Linked DNA regions of Pan troglodytes: region 2 is linked to region 1. A link is a contact called in public capture Hi-C data. All regions are on one chromosome and are shown on one strand. The core of a region is the stretch at or near the end of the contact, and the rest is flanking DNA. Distances in the headings are between cores, read along the strand shown.

Region 1 (6,925 bases), core at 3,984-6,483:
TTACTCAACTTTAGAGTGACAACAAATGTAGTTCACACATATGAACCAGTGAGTGAACGTGTGCAATGAAAATGAGCTTACATTTAAAAATCAAATTGCAGCAGGCCTTTCTGAGCTGGACAGACCCTGTGCTGGGTCTACGACAGCACATCCCCCTCAGACGTGGCCCGCACGCCGCACACAGCCCAGCGAGGGGCGTTCTGCAGAAACATCAGCGAGCTCATGGCTAACGTGCTCAGAATAGACACTGCCAGCTAACTTCCAGTCACCTGGCTATGACACACTCAAGCCTGTGAGAGTGAACCGGGTTTGTAAAAACCAGGACTAGTCAAAGCCCATTATTAAGTTTTACACTTTGCTCCCTGGCCTAAGGGAGTAGAAATCCAAGCTTGAAGGGAAAGGAGGGGTCTGATTTGGTGAACAGAGATATGAGGCTGAGGCTTCTGAGCACGTGGGTTTGGGGTGGGGGTAGGGGCGTGGGGTGACTAAAGATCAAGAAGAGGCTGAGGACACTCAAGGGAGAAACCCGGGCTCTAGAGCCAGCCCCCGTGGGACAGGCCCTGGCTCTGTGTGATCTTGGGCAAGTCTTAGCCTTTCTGTGCCTCAGTTGCTTACTGTAGAATGTGGTAACTACTGCTGTTATGGGCAGGGTTATGCCCCCCCCAAATTTATAGTTGAAGCTCTATCCCCCCAGTGTCACTATACCTGGAGATAGGGACTCTAAGGAGGTGATTAAGGTTAAATGAGGTCAGAAGGGCGGGACCCTAACCCAATAAGACTGTGGCCCTAGAAGAAGAGAAGCTCTCTCTGTCTGTCTCTCTGTTTCTCTCTCTGTCTCTCTTTCTCTCTCTGTGATATAAAGGTGGCCATTGGAAAACCAGGAAGAGAGGCCTCAGGAGAAACCAACCCTGTTGATCTTGGACTTGGACTTGATCTCAGACTTCCAGGGTCCAGAACTGTGAAGAAATAAATGATTGTTAAAGCCACCTCGTCTGTGACAATCACCCCCCCCCCCGCCCCCCGCAGCGATTTGGGGAACTGGAACTGAACATACACAAGACCCCTTCTTCTTCCAACTCTCCTTCTCTGTGCATTCTTTCACTCCCACCCCACTCCCACCCCCAAATCTTCATAGAAACATCTGGTTTCAGGAATGTGCTCAAATCTCAAACCCCGGGGCGGGACCCTGCACTATCAAGCGTGGCCACTGAGCGGCACTCACACCCGGCGGCGCGCGCTGGTTCTCCCGCTCCGGCCGCGGGACTGGTGCGCACCTGGGACGCGGCCAGAGAGGCTGAACCCCTAACGTTTTATTCTGATGAATTTAGATTGAAAGATGGAAGCTATGTAAGTTATTTTTCCTTTAAATGGACCTTCATTGTTCCACTAGGGCGACATGTTGCTGCAATGGCTGATCATTCAGCCTCCGAAGGAGACGTGCGGCGACTGAAACGCACACCAGATTTTGAAGACCGTAGGAAAAAAAAAAAAAAAAGCGAGCCAGTCATTGAGACTTTTTAAATTGATTACATGTGGAAATGCTAATGTTCCAGCGGGAGTGGATTAAACAGGACATTATTAACATGCATTCCACCTGTTTCTGGTTACTTTTTAAATTTGGCTAAATGGGCATTTTACATTACAGGTGTGTGGGGGTGGGGGCTGACCTGTGGCCTCGGCTCCTGGCCCTGGGCCTTCCCTTCCTCCCACTTGCCACGGGGGCCGGGTCCGGGAGCAGAGCTCTGCAGTTAGGGCTGCTGAGAGGCCCAGGGTGCAGAGGACGGGTGGGTGCCCAGGCCCAGGGCACAGGGTCAGGGGTCGGAAACCTGCCAGTCTTTAAAACTACATTTCACAAAGGATCCATCCCGGCCGTCTATACATAGGGTGGGTCCTCCGTCAATCCATCCAGCACCCACTGAGTTCACCCCATCTATCCTATGTGTAAGAAAATCGCGGACCGATCACGGGGGCTCATGTCTGTAATCCCAGCACTTTGGGAGGCTAAGGCAGGTGGATCACCTGAGGTCTGAAGTTCCAGACCAGCCTGGCCAACATGGCGATAGCCCGTCTGTACTAAAAACACCAAACTTAGCCCTGCGTGATGGTGCATGCCTGTAATCCCAGCTATTCAGGAGGCTGAGGCAGGAAAATCACTTGAACCCAGGAGGCAGAGGTTGCAGTGAGCAGAGATCACGCCACTGCACTCCAGCCTGGGTGACAGAGCGAGACTCCATCTCAGAAAAAAAAAAAAATGAAAAAGAAAAAAAAGAAAATCACCCAGTGCTTGGCAGTCACCATACAGCCGAGACCCACCCATCATTCAAGTCCACCCCAGGCTGGCTTCATTATTTTGGGGGAGGACTGGACCTTCATTTGACTTGCTATTTACTATTGATTAGGGCCTAGACTTTGTGAAGTTACATGTTAATTTGTAGATATTTTGTCAGTAGAGATGCAAATGATTTCAGTCTGGTGGAGAATGAAATCACTGAAACTACCGGCCCCCAAGGCCATGGTTTTAGTTTGCGGTAGGATATTGATCACTTTGGCCTCTAACTTAGCAGACTTCCTTTACAGGGGCTGTGTTGGCTGATGAAACAAAACTCTGTCAGCCACTCTTTGAACCCGTTGTACAATTTTGCCCTTTCCCAGTCTGGGCTAAGCAAATCTCTGACATGTGTTCATTCCAGATTTGTATGAGAGTCTTATATTTAACTGTTAAGTTTATAAGGTTTACTCAAGTAGTTAACTGAATCAGGAGAGAAATTTGAGATGAGGTTGAGGTTAACCCCTGGGGAAACGATGTCCACAGCATCACAGGGAATGGTTACCCTAAGCCAGGGGCGTGCACGTGGGGAGGGAGGAAAACTGGAAAGACTCTTTCATCCAGAAAGATGAAGGCTGAGAGGGGAGGCAGGTGGCATTTGTGATTCCATAGACAGCGTCAAAGAGAGGAACCTAAGCTTGTTCCCAAACCTGAGAAGGAGAAACCTCTTTTGGGTGAAAAAAGGCTGTGTGAGAGGAGAAAGGAAGGAAGTCTCTGCTTCAATGGTGTCAAAAGTGGAGGAACCTTTGACAGATGCTGGAGTCAGTCTGTGTCCCATGTCTTTGAGGAACTAGCCCCGTGAGATACAGCCCCTGACCTCAGGGAGCAAGCAACCTAGCGGTGTCCACAAAAGCAACACCTGAAGATTAAATAATACAAAATACATTTCAGGAAATACGTAGAACATTTCAAGCCACTGGTGCAGACAGTGGGAGCTCAGAAATCAGAGGAGGAGGTGCCAGTGGGACTGGGGTCTGTTATGTTGTACAGCAAAACGCAATGAAGTTAAGGACCTCGAGAGGAGTTGCTGATCCTGGGCTATCCAATGGAGTCCTAGGTACAGTCACATGTGTCCCCATAAGACGGGCAGAGGGAGATCAGAAGCACCACAGAGGACAGACAAGGGTCTTGAAGACAGAGGCAGAGACTGGGGGATGCAGCCACAAACCAAGGAATCTCAGCAGCCACCAGGAGACAAAGATAGATTCTCTCCAGGGCCTCTGGAGGGAGTGGGACCTGCTGGCACCTTGATTCCAGACCTCGGGACTGCAGAGCAGCAAGAGGAGAGACATTTCTGTTGTTCTCAGCCACCTGGTTTGTGGTGATTTGTTACAGCCACCCCAGGACGTGAATACCTTCCCTCACATGCCTAAGCTGAGATGGTTGGAACCACAGGGCAACTGGACACACACCCCCACTCTCTGCGCTGCACTTGGGTTGCCTCCCAGCATGGCAGTCCCAATGGTCAGACTTCACAAAGGTGCTAGCCTCCAAGAGGACAGTTCCCAGGATGGGGAAGCAAGAGCCCCAGGCATTTGAAGAGGAAGTTACCCAGCCTCGTCCCTCCCACCCCTGAGCAAGCTTCAGGGCCAGCCCGGCACTAGTGGAGGGGAAGGAGCCCATTCTCCCCATGAGAAGACTACAAAGCACCCACCCAGACGGGGTATGTGGGGCTGCTCCTCTGAGCACTGACCCCCGGCTTCCAACCGCAGACCATCCTTAGAGCTCAGCAGGTCCCTTCTCCACATCCTCAACCCTACAGCCTAGAGTTTTCAGTGCCCAGGACGCTTTCAGAACAGGAATGTGTGGAACAAGCTCTAAATCTAGAGTGTAACTTAACACGTACATAAAATTTCTTTCTTTCAGGTTTATTTTTAAGAAGCAAATGTTATTAATTTCCGGAGAAGGAAATGAAAGTAGATGCTGCAATGATAGTGTCTGCAGAACAGCTTCAAAATCACACAAAGAGACTGACTCATGAAGGTGATATTGCAAAACCGGAATGGCATGGGGGCAGACACTGTGCTGTGGAGGGGACAGTGTGGAAGCCACATTCCCTGTTTCCTTCTACCCTCCTCCCACTCTCTTGAGTTGAATCACCCTGTAGTGGGGCCTGGGCCTGCTTGTTCACCCCACGTCTGATGCACGGTTCATTGTTACTCCTTCTTTTAACTGCATCATCCTTTACTTATAAAGAATTTGGAGAGGCAAATAAGGTCGTATTAAAACCAGTTGGGGCATGATATATAATGCATGGTATAGCCAACAATCAACAGTGAATCCTTTGAACACACTTTCTCCAGTGTGCATCTGGTAAGGAGGCTAAGTTCTTAGTGGGATAGCGCTATTATTAATCAGAAAGTTTGAAGGTGCTTTTTGAGAATTAACCCCAGAGCTACAGAGTTATGCATCATTATCAGTATACCAGCCTATACTTTGTTCAGTGCTTTACATTTTAATAAGTGCCTGATTTCTTTCTCAGCACTCTGTGAGGAAGGTGTTACCATTGGTTAAGGATGCAACAGCCAAGGTTGAAGGAGACTAACCGCTTCGCCCTCTGCTTATTATCAGCTGTAAACAGCTTGCAGGAGGACAATCTGCATTGTTCGCAGAGAAGCAAATATGACCCAGAGGTCAGAGTCGCAAGAGCCCAGCAATTTGTCTTTGCTCCTAAATCCACTCTGTGCCGTCCAGGGAGAGATAGTAACACTGATTTCTGAATAGTGCTTTGTGTGTTACAGAGCGGCTTCATATCCAGCGCCTCCCCAACCTCCTCCGCCCTCACTAGGGGTGGATTGCCCCTGAGCAGGGTCTGAGGGGCAATGGATCGGGGTGCTGCGGGGGCTGAAAGCTGCAACTTTGTAGGATGTTTGTGTAGTCATGACAGCCTCGCGGAAAGCCTGGGAGCATGGGGCGTCCTAATCATCCTGACAGCTCCGGGTGGAGGATACACCGCCGTGTTCCATGCCATCGGGACAGAGCTGGGATATGCCAGCCATGGCGAACAAGCACACAGCACAAACCTGTGCCGCACTGTCCAGGTCAGTGCTTCTCATCCAGAGAGGCTTCATCCCTCTGGACAAGCTTGGCCATGTCTGGGGACAGTTTGGATTGTCCCAGCTGGGGAGGGGTGTGGAGGGTGCTGCTGGCATCAGTGAATGAACGGAGACTGGGGATGTTACTAAACATCCTACAAGGCACAGGACAGCCCCTGCCACAGAGAATCACCAGGCCCAAAGTGTCAATGAGGCAGAGGTTGAGGAAGCCTGGCATAGGGGTTTTACCTGTTATGAACATGTTAATCCACCGGCTGATGTGAAACAGATGCCAGGATCAGTCCTCACTTTGCAATTGAAAACAGAAAAAGCAGGGGTCTCAGTCCTTGTATGAAACAAGGTAGTTTTTCAGCCAAACAAAAAACATTAAATGAAATAAAGTCAAGGTACTTTGAATCATTTTGCCTCATAATTTATAAAAAAAATTAGCAGTAATGAATATCAACAGACTAAGTATTGTAAAAGAGGCTTTCAAGAAGCAGAAATTACAGAGAAGACAAAGAAAATAGGCAAAAACACATGACTTACAGGAGATTTTGTTCATTTCTTTTGCTTTGTGTTACCCGCTTCCCATGGTCCTGCCTTCCTTGGGTTATTTGAATATATTTTTTATTCCATTTTAAATAATCCATTGTCCTTTCTGGCTATATCTTTTTGTATCAGTTTATTAGTAGTTTCTCTAGGGATTACAATACATATATTTAACATTTTATAGTCCACTTAGAGTTCATATCTTACCATTTCAAGTATACTATAGAAGGCTTACGACTCTATTGGTTCATTTATCCTCCTCTCTTTATGTTATAATTGTCATATGTACCACATCTCAGTAATAATTATACCCAGAAAATGTTACAATATTTGCTTTCAACAGTCATATACATTTTAAATAATTTAAGAAGAGAAAAAGAATTCATTATATTTACCAGATATTTATCATTTCTGTTGCTCTAATGCCATTCCTGAAGTTCCAAGTGTTCCTCCAGATCATCTTCCTTTTTCCTGAAGAACTTGGCTAAGCATTTCTTTTATAGGTCTGCTAGTGACAAATTCTCTTACTTTCCCTTAATCTGAGTATGTCCTTATTTCACTGTCATTTCTAACATATTTTTGCTGGATATAGAATTCTGGGTTGACAATTATTTTCTTTCAGTAATTTATAGATGTCGTTCCACCATCTTCCTGCTTCCATAATTTCTGATGAGAAATTTGCAGTTATCCAAAGTACTCTTCTCTGATACATAGTATACTGTTTTTATCTGGTTGCTTTTAATTGTCTTTCCTTTACCTTTGATTTTCATTTACAATGCATGTTTTTTTAAGTTTATCTTGTTTAGAGTTTGTTAACCTTCTTGAACCTATATATATACGTTTTTCATCAAGTCTGGGAAGTTTACAACCATTATTTCTTCAATATTTTTCTGCACCAGTGTCCTCCTCCTCTTCTTCTGAGACTCCAATAATAAGAGTATTAGACCTTTTGATATTGTCTCACAGGTGCTTGAGGCTCTGTTTTTGTTTTATTTTTTATTCTCTCAATCTT
Region 2 (6,290 bases), core at 2,053-4,552, 150 kb after region 1:
AGTCCTCATTGATCTCAGTCCTCATTGCCCTCAGTCCTCATTGCCCTCAATCCTCATTGCCCTCAGTCCTCATTGATCTCAGTCCTCATTGCCCTCAGTACTCAATGATCTCAGTCCTCATTGCTCTCAGTCCTCATTGATCTCAGTCCTCATTGATCTCAGTCCTCATTCCCCTCAGTCCTCATTGCCCTCAGTCCTCATTGATCTCAGTCCTCATTCCCCTCAGTCCTCATTGCCCTCAGTCCTCATTGATCTCAGTCCTCATTGATCTGAGTGCTCATTACCTTCCGTCCTCATTGATCTCAGTCCTCTTTGCCCTCAGTCCTCATTGCTCTCAGTCCTCATTGATCTCAGTCCTCATTGCTCTCAGTCCTCATTGCCCTCAGTCCTCATTGATCTCAGTCCTCATTGCCCTCAGTCCTCATTGATCTCAGTCCTCATTCCCCTCAGTCCTCATTGATCTCAGTCCTCATTGCCCTCAGTCGTCATTGCCCTCAGTCCTCACTGATCTCAGTCCTCATTGCTTTCAGTCCTCATTCCCCTCAGTTCTTATTGCTTTCAGTCCTCATTGCCCTCAGTCATTGCCCTCAGTCCTCATTGCCCTCAGTCATTGCCCTCAGTCCTCTTTCCCCTCAGTCCTCATTGATCTCAGTCCTCATTCCCCTCAGTCCTCATTGATCTCAGTCCTCATTGCCCTCAGTCCTCATTCCCCTCAGTCCTCATTCCCCTCAGTCCTCATTGACCTCAGTCCTCATTGCCCTCAGTCCTCATTCCCCTCAGTCCTCATTCCCCTCAGTCCTCATTGCCCTCAGTCCTCATTGATCTCAGTCCTCATTCCCCTCAGTCCTCATTGCTTTCAGTCCTCATTGATCTCAGTCCTCATTCCCCTCAGTCCTCATTGATCTCAGTCCTCATTGCCCTCAGTCCTCATTGCCCTCAGTCCTCATTGATCTCAGTCCTCATTGCTCTCAGTCCTCATTCCCCTCCGTCCTCATTGATCTCAGTCCTCATTGCTCTCAGTCCTCATTGCCCTCCGTCCTCATTGATCTCAGTCCTCATTGCCCTCAGTCCTCATTCCCCTCAGTCCTCATTGCCCTCAGTCCTCATTGATCTCAGTCCTCATTGATCTCAGTCCTCATTGCTCTCAGTCCTCATTGATCTCAGTGCTCATTGCCCTCAGTCCTCATTCCCCTCAGTCCTCATTCCCCTCAGTCCTCATTGATCTCAGTCCTCATTGATCTCAGTCCTCATTGCCCTCAGTCCTCATTGATCTCAGTCCTCATTGCCCTCAGTCCTCATTCATCTCAGTCCTCATTGCTCTCAGTCCTCATTACCCTCAGTCCTCATTGCCCTCAGTCCTCATTACTCTGAGTCCTCATTGCTCTCAATGTTCATGAAGGGCATGAGTTCTTCTGTGTGGTTGGTGCAAAAGTAATTGCAGTTTTTGTCATTACTAATAAATAGTAGCAAACAATGTTATATTTTGTAGGGACACAATTTTCCACGGGTCTCCTAAGTGTCTGTACATCCTGAAAGCAAAGATCTCAATAACCTGTGCCCCAGGATGTCTTGTCACGGATGTCTGCAGACAACCCTGGTTTGGAATATGAAGTGTCCCCTGCAGAGAAAAGATCCCAGTTCCCTAAGCTGGAGGATCCTCTCCTGTCCCGGAATCCACAGTGAGTGCAGGTCTCGTTCTGTGGGGATTAGGGCTTAAATAACTTAGACAAAAATGGCTAGTAATCTGCCTGCTGCTGTGACTGTGAGTAATACACCATCCTTGTTTCTGATGCCGCAGTCTTGTGTCTTTTGCCAGCATCCACAAACCTATGGCAGCCTAACTTGTTAGCCCGCAAGTGGAGTAAGATCTCAGACCCTTCACTGCTCTCGACCCATTTGTAGAATTTTATTAAAAAGCAGACAAACAGTACCAGCAAGAGTTATAATCTAATTAAAAGAGCTGGAGACTCCTATATAGTTCCTAAAGATGAAAGTGTGTCCTGGGCTCCCACCCTCTCCCTGCCTGTCCTATCAGCCACCACAGCGCTGACGCAACCAAAGATGCTTGGTGAAAACTGGGCTAGAGATGAGCTCTTGGTGCCTGTTTCCAAAGCAGGCGTTGTCAGACCTGAGCAGCCTGCTTCGAGTGGGAGAGTCGTCCACTCTTCCCAAGCCCTCCTGCTGTGCCAAGTCAACCACAGCCAACAAGAAGACCAACGCGGTGCGTGGTCGTGTTGCTCTGATGAGGACGGCGGCATGGACAGCTTCAATTTTCAGTGAGGTTGGCGCACTTTACACACACATTCCTTTGAATTCTCAACACATCCTGTAAGGTTGAAACTCTTTTCCCCACGTCACAGACGGAGAGAACTCAGCCAGATCAAGGTCATGTTGCTAGAAAGTGACCTAACTGGGTTTAAATCTACCAGTTTGGCATCTCACGAGTAAGCTGCAAATACTGGATGGAAGCTTAAAACCGTGTTGGTGTCCATCAGGCAAAGCCGAGGAGTGCCGGCGAGGAGGACCAGCCCGGGCTGCCGGGTGCTCCGTGTCCTGCAGACACAAAGTGGCTTTTGGAAGACAAGCTGCTTACCTGGCCTTGTGGCCATCTGGCTCTTGTTTGTGGTGGGGGGGTGGTGACTAAAGGGCATGGGGTGTGGAAGCCGATCTGTCGTTTCTTGTGTCTTATTGGGCACAGGCTGTATTTAGATATGTGGCTCCCAGGGCCCGAGGGGGGACGGCCAGGCTTGCCAGTGGCCAGTTCTGCTCACTCAGCAACCCAAAGTGGGCTCCTGAGGGGGTAGAGCATAGAGGGCCCCCAGGAAGGACCCACCTAGAACTAGATTCTATCTCTCCTTATACACCCCAAAAGTCCTGGGCTGAAATTTCACACCGAATGCATCCCTCGCCCTCATTTTTGTTTTCTTTCTTTTTTATGCTGTTTCTTGTCTTCTCTTTCTTTCTTTTGGGGTGGAATTGTGTCCCCCTAAAAGGTTTTTTGAAAACCTAACTCCTGGCACCTGAGAAAGTGGCTTTGTGTGGAAAGGTCCTTGCAGACACAGTTAGTTAAGAGGAGGTCACGTGGAGTAGAAGGGTGTTTGCACAGTATGCCAGCAACCTTAGAAGAGAGACACACGGAGAGGGGATGCCACACAGAGACAGACACACAGAGGGAAGCCGGCCATGTGACGGTGGCTAAGGAGAGGGGAGTTACAGAGCTGCAAACCAAGGAACGCCAAGCAATGTGGCAAGGCCAGCAGCCGGGAGAGAGGTGCGTGCAGGGAGGCCAGCGGCCGGGACAGAGGCGCATGCAGGGAGGTCAGCGGCCGGGACAGAGGCGCATTTATGGAGGCCAGAGGCAGGCACAGAGGCATGTGCAGGGAGGCCAACAGCCACCACAGAGGCGCGTGCAGAAAGGCCAGCGGCCGGGACAGAGGCGCGTGTACGGAGGCCTGGAGCCAGGACAGAGGCGCGTGCAGGGAGGCCAGCGGCCGGGACAGAGGCGCGTGCAGGGAGGCCAGCGGCCGGGACAGAAGCACAGAGAAGACTGGCCCTCAGAGCCCCCCCAAGGGGGAACCACCTCTCACCAAGACCTTGGTGCTGGCCTCTTGGCCCCCTGAACAGTGAGAGGCCATGCCTCTGTGGTTGTCAGCCCCCGTCTGGCCGTGGTTTGCTGTGCCACCCCCGGACTCTCGCCCCCCTTGCAGTTTTTCTTTCTGTGGCTTTCATTTACTCTCTTTCTTCTTCCTTTCTCATGGGCTTCCCCTGCAGGAAGTACACTTACTGCTATGTCACGAGGTGCAAGCGAATGCTATGGCTGTGCCCCCTGGCTCCCTTTGGGATTTTCCTGGGGCCCCAGGGACTAGAAATGAGACCAGGTGGTCTTTGCCCCCAAGCCTGGCTGCCCCCAGACTCAGTCCCGGCTCAGTCTGGCTCCCACCTCTGGGGCGGCCTCGAGCACGGGCTCATCTTCCCCACACAGCAAACAGAGCCTCGGCAGGCTGGGCTTGGAGAAGCCAAGTCCTCTCAGACAGCAAGAAGGGTTTTATCCTGAGTACGTTTTTTAAAATTAAATTTCAGGAGTGGGGTTGGGAGCAGATTCTTTCTTCTCCCACGAGTAGGTCTTTCCCACGGTGATGACCATAAGGACAACAAAAGAACAAGCGAGAGTCAGCATCACCTCCTGCCTCCCAAGTGAGGGTCAGCATCACCTCCTGCCTCCCGAGCGAGGGTCAGCATCACCTCCCGCCTCCCGAGCGAGGGTCAGCATCACCTCCCGCCTCCCAAGACGCACGGGGAAGCCAGGCGCATCTGTCACGGGTGAGGGCTGCTCTCGCCCAGGGCAGCCCAGGGAGGGGGTAGGCTGTTCAGCAGCCTCTGGGGCCTGGAGAAATCGGGTCCCTTCTGGAGGTGTGACCTGGCCGGAGTCCTCCTGGGCTGACCCAGAGGGGGCCTCCTCAGCCCCTTCTTCCCACAGGAACTGCTGGATCCAGGCCTGCTGCGCGCCACAGTGGGGCCAGCCGGCCTGTCCCGTGTCGGGGGAGACACCCCGCCCAGCTGCCCAGGCACACACCAGCCCGCACCCACCCTCTAAGCCCACAGCTAAGAGCCCATCATGCACTCCAGCTTCAGACCCCGCTCCGGGGCTGCCACTGACTGCTATTTTAGCCGCTTGCTCCAGCTACCTTTTCATCAAAGGCCTTGAGACTCAGCCAATTCAGGAGACCACAATGGGCCCAAGAAGGCATCTATGAATATGGCGTCTGCCTGTGGGGCCTCGTTCCCAGCAAAGGGACTGTCCATAGCCTTTCAAAGCGACCGGGCCCAATGGGAGAAGGGGGCAGAGAAGGAGAAGAGCACCGGAGAAGGGAGCCAGCAGACATACTGGCCCGAGGCAGTGGGTTAAAGGCTGTGACGCCTGCTTTCCCAGGTCACAATGGAGAGGAGAGTCCGCTGGATGCTGCCCCAACCCTGGCCTGTGGCTGCAGCCCAGAGCCCTGTCCACTTCCAGGGGACCCTGTCATGCGTGGCAGCAGACACCCATCCCTGGACCGTGGGGTCTTCTTTCCTCCGAGCCCGTGGCCACACACCTGGCACAGGCCTGTGTCTGATCTGTTTGACTGGCTTGGCCCACTGTCCCGTGTGAGGCACAGGACCACAGAACCACAGGACCCCAGGCATGGAAGAGGTTGCGGAGGTCTGTGTCCAGCACCCCGCTGTGCAGAACGGCCTCCTTGCTTCCTGACAGGGATGGGGAACTCACTGCCTTTCTTGGTGCCCACTCTGCCTAGGATGCTCTGGGAGTGTCACTCTCTCACCAGCATTTCGTGTCACTTTCCTGCGGCTGCGGTGAAGCGTATCTAACAGAGAATTGACCAGCTTCCAATGCACCGTTCAAGGGCACAAAATCCATTCACAGAAATGTGCATTCTTCCCCACCATCTGCCTCCAGAACTTTCTTCCATCTCCTAAATGGAAACGGCACCCACTAAGCAGTAACTCCCCACTCTGCCTCCCCAGCCCCAGCACCCACCATTCTACCTTCTGTTTCTGTGAATGTGACAACTCTAGGGACCTGCTATGAGTGGGATCATTCAATACTTGCCCTTCCGTGACTGGCTCGTGTCCTCTGAGCTCACTCCTGCTGTAGTGTGGGTCGGGTCCCGTGACTGAGCACTCCTCTGCTGTACAGCGTGGGTTGGGTCCCATGGCTGAGCACCCCTCTGCCATGCAGATGGACCACATGGGGTTCATCTCACCAGTACTTTAGGCTACCCTTGTCTGCTGGCTTCTTCCTCACAGCCTAAAAGTATGTTTAGGTCTCTTCCGTGTATTAGCACACATAAAAATCCACAAAACAGCAAAATAGGGGCCTGAGACCCACTCACTTTGACATGGTGAAAACCAAGAGCCTGAGACCCACCTGCTGTGATGTGGTGAAAGAGCTTTCAAACACTCCCTAGCAACGTACCACATGCAGGGGGCTCAGACATCACAAACATATCTCCCCTCAGTTCTGGAGGCTGGAAGTCCAAGATCAAGGTTGGGCAGGGCTGGTTTCTCCCGAGGCCTCTCTCTGTGGCTTGCAGTCAGATGCCATCTCCCTGGGTCCTCACATGGTCATGCCTCTGTGTGTCTGTGTCCTTATCTCCTCTTCTTCTAAGGACACCAGTCCTATGGGATTAGGGTCCACCCAAGTGAACCCATTTGACCTTAATTTCCTCTTGAATGGCTCTAGCTCCAAATACAGCCACATTCTGTGGCCTCCCCCCGGGGCTTGCAGACAGCTA

Evidence for each region. Capture Hi-C pulls out chosen DNA fragments and counts their contacts.
Region 2: a capture Hi-C map of stem cell-derived neural stem cells shows a contact between it and region 1, with 4 times the contacts expected there. The contact joins two enhancer-like sites. A contact is called at or near these places in 1 of 7 Hi-C or Micro-C datasets (stem cell-derived neural progenitor cells) and 1 of 1 other capture datasets (stem cell-derived neural stem cells).

The regions. Positions count from the first base shown.
Region 1 is chr6:170,224,263-170,231,187 of NHGRI_mPanTro3-v2.0_pri, forward strand. No RefSeq gene overlaps it. Among named protein-coding and RNA genes, the nearest start is that of INSIG1, 110 kb to the right of the region's middle. Within about 2 kb of position 5,234, at least 1 of the 24 cell types and tissues checked has an H3K27ac peak or open chromatin away from gene starts, as enhancers often do. A contact at or near this core is called in stem cell-derived neural stem cells, where this site is marked.
Region 2 is chr6:170,380,564-170,386,853 of NHGRI_mPanTro3-v2.0_pri, forward strand. No RefSeq gene overlaps it. Among named protein-coding and RNA genes, the nearest start is that of INSIG1, 51 kb to the left of the region's middle. Within about 2 kb of position 3,303, at least 2 of the 24 cell types and tissues checked have an H3K27ac peak or open chromatin away from gene starts, as enhancers often do. A contact at or near this core is called in stem cell-derived neural stem cells, where this site is marked.